Linked DNA regions of Ovis aries: region 2 is linked to region 1. Evidence: chromatin contacts called from public Hi-C data. All regions are on one chromosome and are shown on one strand. The core of a region is the stretch at or near the end of the contact, and the rest is flanking DNA. Distances in the headings are between cores, read along the strand shown.

Region 1 (2,861 bases), core at 256-2,755:
TCGATTCAGCGCATCCTCCTCTGTGTGGCTTTGCAGAGGCTCCATGTGGGTGCAAACATTTGGCAACATCACTGTGATTTTAGTTGGTCCCGAGCAACAGATATCAAACTATTACGAGTTTCACTGATGTTCCTTTTATTTTTCCTTTATTTTTCAGGGGGGACATTATACTGATTGTATACTAGGCTATATTATCTCTGAAAGTTATTTTAAGATAAAGGGGTTAATTTATTTTTTAATTGACAGGGAGAGGTGTTGGGGAAGATGGGATTGAAACCCTGCCCTTGAAGCATTTCTGACCATCTTTTCCCTTAGTTCTCTTCTCTCCTGCCCACTCCAACCAGTGGAGATGCTGGCCTGCAGGACGACAAGGCACTGGGCCCTAGCCCTCCCTTCCTGGGCCTCTGACATCCCCACTCCCCTGCCAAAATGTGTGTATTCTGTAAGGAAGTGAGTAGATCTCCAAATGGTCAATATCATTAATTTTATCATATAATAGCATGACTTTTTAAAGTAAAATATTACTTTAAAAATTTTTTAAGTAAAATATTCCATCTTTAGCCTGATGCTGGGAAAGATTGGGGGCAAAAAAGGATGACATAGCTGGATGGCATCATCAACTCAGTGGACATGAGTTTGAGTAAACTCTGGGAGATAGTGAAGGGAAGCCTGGCATGCTGAAGTCCATGGGGTCACAAAGAGTCAGACATGACTGAGCGACTGAACAACAGCAACAGGGATTTCTGGTGAGTGGGCCTAGTTGGAGGAAATGTAACTGCTTGACGATGGTGCCCACATGGTTTTCCTCTTTCCACAATGGAGAGACCTCTATACCACCACCCATCGTGACTCCCTCAAGCTGGGCTCCAGGGGCCATCTCATCCTCTCCCCTTCCTCCAAAGATGATCCCACAACCTTGGGCAAGGACATAGACCCAAAGTTTGCATTAGCTGAAAAGGATAGAAAGGCTAGTTTTCAGTGGGAAAAAAAAAAAAATCACAGCATTCAGATTCAGGGTGGGAGTATTTCCCAGGCAGGAGGCCAACAGAGTGATGGTGAAAGCTAAGACTTTGCAGCCAGTCACCCTGGATCCCTCGGCTCAGCTCCGGCCCTGACCAATCTTGTGACCAGCAGGTTTTCTTTACCATCCCTGCAATTCAGATGCTTGGGCAGTTGAGTGAGGGTACCTGCCTCAAGTGGTACCCGTGAGAATGGAAAGAGTTATCTGCTGTCAGTGCCTAGAGGAGGATTTGGCACGTAGGTATTACAGGCTAAGTGTGATAGCTGTGACAATTCTTCTTCCTGGAAAATTTCCTTCCTTTCCCCCTGGAATGCAGAGACTGCAGAACGGCTCAGCAGTGCTTGTCGTGACCTGGCTATGCCAGGTGCATGGTGCCCTTTCTGTGCATGTCATCAAACACGGACCAGATTAGAGAGGAAGGCTCCACAGGAAAACAAAGACACCAGAGAATTCCCATTTGACAGGCACAGACCAAGACAAAGGGAGTTATGTGAACACCAGCCACATATTCAGAAGAGTTTAGACAATACACTGCTTTGTTATATTTCATGAGTTCATGGCACCCAAAGATGCCGCTAATACAGGAGGACAATAGCTGACATATCAGGTTTTGCAGTCATACTACCAGTGGCTGACTGTCTGCCAAACCGCCTTCGGCATCGTCCCTGAGTTCACAGAACAAAAAGAGGATGGGTATTACAATGCTCGCTTCCATCAGACTTTAAAAGTCCCAGATTATCTGAAAGATCAGTCAAACTGAAACCAGAGTGCAGCCTGTTGCATCTCATGGCAGAATTATTAAATTTATTCCATTCCTGAGGCATCTAAATAGGAGGAAGGGGGCGTTTGGCAAACATGAGCAGAGGGGAGCCCTGCACAGGATTTATCTGAGTCCACAGGCGGTGGACTAGTTTTCCAGGACTGTCATAACAAATGACCACAATTTGGATGACTCATAACAATAGAAAAGTATTCTTTCGCTGTTCTGGAGGCAAGAGGTCCAAAATCCAGGTGCCAGCAAGGTTGGTTCCTTCTGGAAGGCTGCGAGGGAGCATCTGTTCTGTGCTTCTCCCCTAGCTGCTGGAGCCTTCCACCCATCTTTGGCGTTTCTTGACTTGAAACTCCATGACTCCATGACCATCTTCTCAGTGTGTCCCTGTGTCTTCTCACGGCATTTTCCTGTGTGTGTGTGTGTGTGTGTGTGTGTGTGTGTCCAAACTTCCCTTAGGGTGTTGGATCGGTACCACCTTAATGACCTCAACTTACCTTGATCAAGTCTGCAAAGACCTTGATTCCAAATAAGATCACGTTCCCAAATACCAAGGGTTAGGATTTCAACATCTCTTTGGGGGCGGGGGACACAATGCAAACAATAACAGGTGTGGATTTGCTAATTGCCGAGGAGAATTCAGAGTCGATCAACTTTTGCCCACTAGTCTGAGAATCTTCACTCCTTAAATGAGGAGCGTAAACATGTTTCACCCTTAGACTTGATCTTCTAAGAAAAACTCTCTTCTACTGTTTCACTTGAGTTCTGTTTTAGTGTGCTTCCAGGTTTGGAAGAAATGGTCTTTGTCCTGTCTTTAAATCTGTTGTTCTTCGTGTGGATGTCACCCCAGAAGGTAAAATTCTAAAAGCTATTTAGTTGGTCATTGTTGGCGTTGACGTGGGAGAAAGAAGAAAGAGACGGCCTCAGAGACACTCCTCAACCTGCACCAGAGGCCATCTGCGAGCAGAGAACTTCACCAGCTGGGGAAATAGCAAAGGGGGACCCTCTGTTTAAAGGAAGCCTGGAGCAACACTTTCTTTCTGTATCTTAAAAGCAGGCATGAAGTTAAGG
Region 2 (2,861 bases), core at 192-2,691, 130 kb after region 1:
CAGGGGGCTGGTTCCTGCGAAACTGCTTGGGCCTTCTGGGTTGGGACCCTCCAGGTGAAGGAGCCCCATGCTGGTGCAGCAGAGATACTGGGCAGAGGAAGCCGGCGCAACATCTGGGCAGGCTGTGTTTGTGGTGGGGCGGCCGCAGGCCTGCAGACAGGGCTAAAACTGAGGAGGGCGAGGTGCCTGACCCAGAGAGGAAGCCTGACCAGCGCCCCTGAACCCAGCTGACCCCCATGAGGGACCCAGGCATGTGTGGGACCCCAAGAAGGACCTCAGGGGCGGTGGATCACCCTGGGGGCAGGGAGGGCGGCAGGCTTTCAAGGGATTATGGGGACGGGAACGGAAGTGAGCCCAAATTGGCCGGTTAGGCAGGGACCGGAGGCTTTGGCAGAGACCAATCCCGAACATATTAAGAACTTGGGAAAAGAGCAAGAATTGGTTTCCTGCCAAGATAAATGGCACAAAGCCCATGCGTGTTTTCACAGCTTGTAGGGTCCTTGAAATCTTGATTATGAGTCTCAGAGAGAAACAGAATTGAGCTCGGAAAGCATACGCATTTTGGTCACTGAACTTAGTAGCCAAGGGGACTGTATACTGAAACTGATCATAAAGGATTGAGTAGTTCAGAACGATGACCCTGAATTGCCACCTCTTAAAGGCTGAGTTTCTCAGATCTTGTTTGAGAAATTCAGGAATCATAAGCGTTAGACATCCAGCCAAAAGAACACATCTTCTGCATCCAGAAAGCTTGGTTACCTGTGTCGGTGTATTTTTGGAGAGTTCCTACGGCCACGGCTCCACTCTGTTTGGAGAGCTCTCAGTGTTTTTAGATGTTTGTGTCTGCTATGGTCAGGATTTAGTAATTGAACTTATTTCCACAACAAGGTTACAAAAGAACCCCCAAACCAGATGTTCGTAATTAACGTAGATTTTCACACAAACCCACTGTCCTGTCTCCCATGCCCCAGGCCTGTTTTTCAGTCCTGTGGATTCAGTTAACCTCTTTCTGAACTGTGTGCTGAAGAAGCAGGGTTTTAAAACAAACCCAGAGGCCAGAGCCTCTGCGAACGTTTACATTTTTTTTGATTTAAAAAAGGTTTTTTGTTTGAAAGAATATGCTGAGCCCTGGAAGCCTCAGAGCAACCTAGAAAGGTTATTTGGGAGCACTCCCCTCATTTCCCGCTCAAGTGTTCACGTGTTTACACAAGTTGGGCGCTTGGAAGGCACAGCAGCCCGGCCTGCGGTGCTGCCTCGGCCCAGGGCCGCTCTGGCTGGGTGAGAGGGACCCAGGGGTCAGGAATTGCTGGCCTCAGAACGCAAACAGCCGCAACTAGGAAGCAAGTATGTAGCACAGAGGGCATACACTTTACTCCTGGAAGCCTGTCCCAAGCCCTCACCCAGAGATCACCCACTTCGTACGCTGTTCCTGCACGCCGGTCGTCTCTTTCCTCTGCTCAGGGTGAGCTACATAGTGAGAAACCAGTGCCAAGAGCAGCTTGGAGAAGCAGATCTAGGCGCGGTAGCCGGTGGCTGCCTCCCAGGTCCTTGCTCTGTTATGCCTCTCCTTACAGAAATGAACTTGCCTGGAGTCTGAAGCCTTCGTAAATGGCAGTGTGTTTAGTGTCTTCCTGTTGTAGCGCCAGAGGACGTAATCAGCTTTAGGAAGATTTCCACTGATGTATGCATACAGTCTAAGAGATCATGTGCTAGAAGGGGTGAGCCTTGGGTAGCAAGACAATGGATTTGAACAGAAACTCCCTTCCTGGCAATACAGAGTATGCAATGTCTTGCATTTGAGAGGGAACGAAAAAGAGATGGTCCTATACTGTGAGAATTTCTGGAAGAGTGTAACTACAGAAACAGTAGTTAAGAGTTGGAAGGGACACGGTGGTTCTTTTCCATATTTTCCAGAGATTAAAACATGTCCCTAATGTCCATGATTATAATATTTGTGAGGAGAGAGGGGAAATTGCGACTGCTCTGGCCAGGGTAACCACCTTCCACAACTTCACCAGGCCCAAGTGTGGGTGGAGCCCTTGGATGTGGGGCCAAGAGGGGTCCTGGTGTTGGGAGTCAGCCAGGGGTCCTCTGAAGAGTAGGCGCTTGACCAGAGCCCCTCCGGAGCCAGCTTCCCAAAGGCCTGCGGCCAGAGCTTGCCAAGCAGATAGCAGAGGTGCCGTGCAGGCCCAGAGAAGCATCAAGGCCCCGCGGTCACCTTGGTGCGGCCTGGGGGCAGGACTGGAGAGGAGGGGCTGGGCTGGAGCAGCCGGGCGGCCGCGTGGCATGGGCGCTGCCTTCCTCTAAGTTTCAGACCTTGGCAGTGGTTGAGAGGGGAGTGACTTGATCCGTGCCTGCTTTCGCAGTGCTAATGGGTGTTGTGCCAGAAGGCTTTCCTTTTACTGAGACCCCGGGTACCGGAAATAAATGCCATGAGAAGCAGCGTTAGGGTGAAATATTCATGATATTCTGCTCTATCTCAAGTCTTTTGGGTAATGTTGATTACAGGCCATCGTGCCCTGCTAAGAACACTTGCAAGACACCATTCTGCCTCAATATGTGTGCCCCTGCGCTGAGACCTTAGAAGGTAATCCCCAGTAACACTGGAGGATACGTGGACTCGCTTCCGCTTTAGGCACTTGACAGGCGTGATTCTTTGTAATCACTAGTGACCCCCTGAGGTAGGCGTTATCCTCTTTTTATACAAGAAAAAAATATACAGCCCTTCAGTTCAGTCGCTCATTCTTGTCCGACTCTTTGCTACCCCATGAATCGCACCACGCCAGGCCTCCCTGTCCATCACCATCTCCCGGAGTTCACTCAAACCCACGTCCATGGAGTCGGTGATGCCATCAGCCCTC

The links. A called contact is a pair of places that touch in the nucleus more often than the background predicts.
Region 2: a Hi-C map of mixed tissues shows a contact between it and region 1, with 4 times the contacts expected there. The contact joins two enhancer-like sites. A contact is called at or near these places in 2 of 16 Hi-C or Micro-C datasets (liver and mixed tissues).

What each region holds. Positions count from the first base shown.
Region 1 is chr20:7,036,551-7,039,411 of ARS-UI_Ramb_v3.0, forward strand. No RefSeq gene overlaps it. Among named protein-coding and RNA genes, the nearest start is that of KLHL31, 37 kb to the left of the region's middle. Within about 2 kb of position 1,506, at least 9 of the 54 cell types and tissues checked have an H3K27ac peak or open chromatin away from gene starts, as enhancers often do.
Region 2 is chr20:7,170,735-7,173,595 of ARS-UI_Ramb_v3.0, forward strand. The region is part of intron 1 of GCLC (glutamate-cysteine ligase catalytic subunit); the gene reads left to right. Among named protein-coding and RNA genes, the nearest start is that of GCLC, 15 kb to the left of the region's middle. Within about 2 kb of position 1,442, at least 17 of the 54 cell types and tissues checked have an H3K27ac peak or open chromatin away from gene starts, as enhancers often do.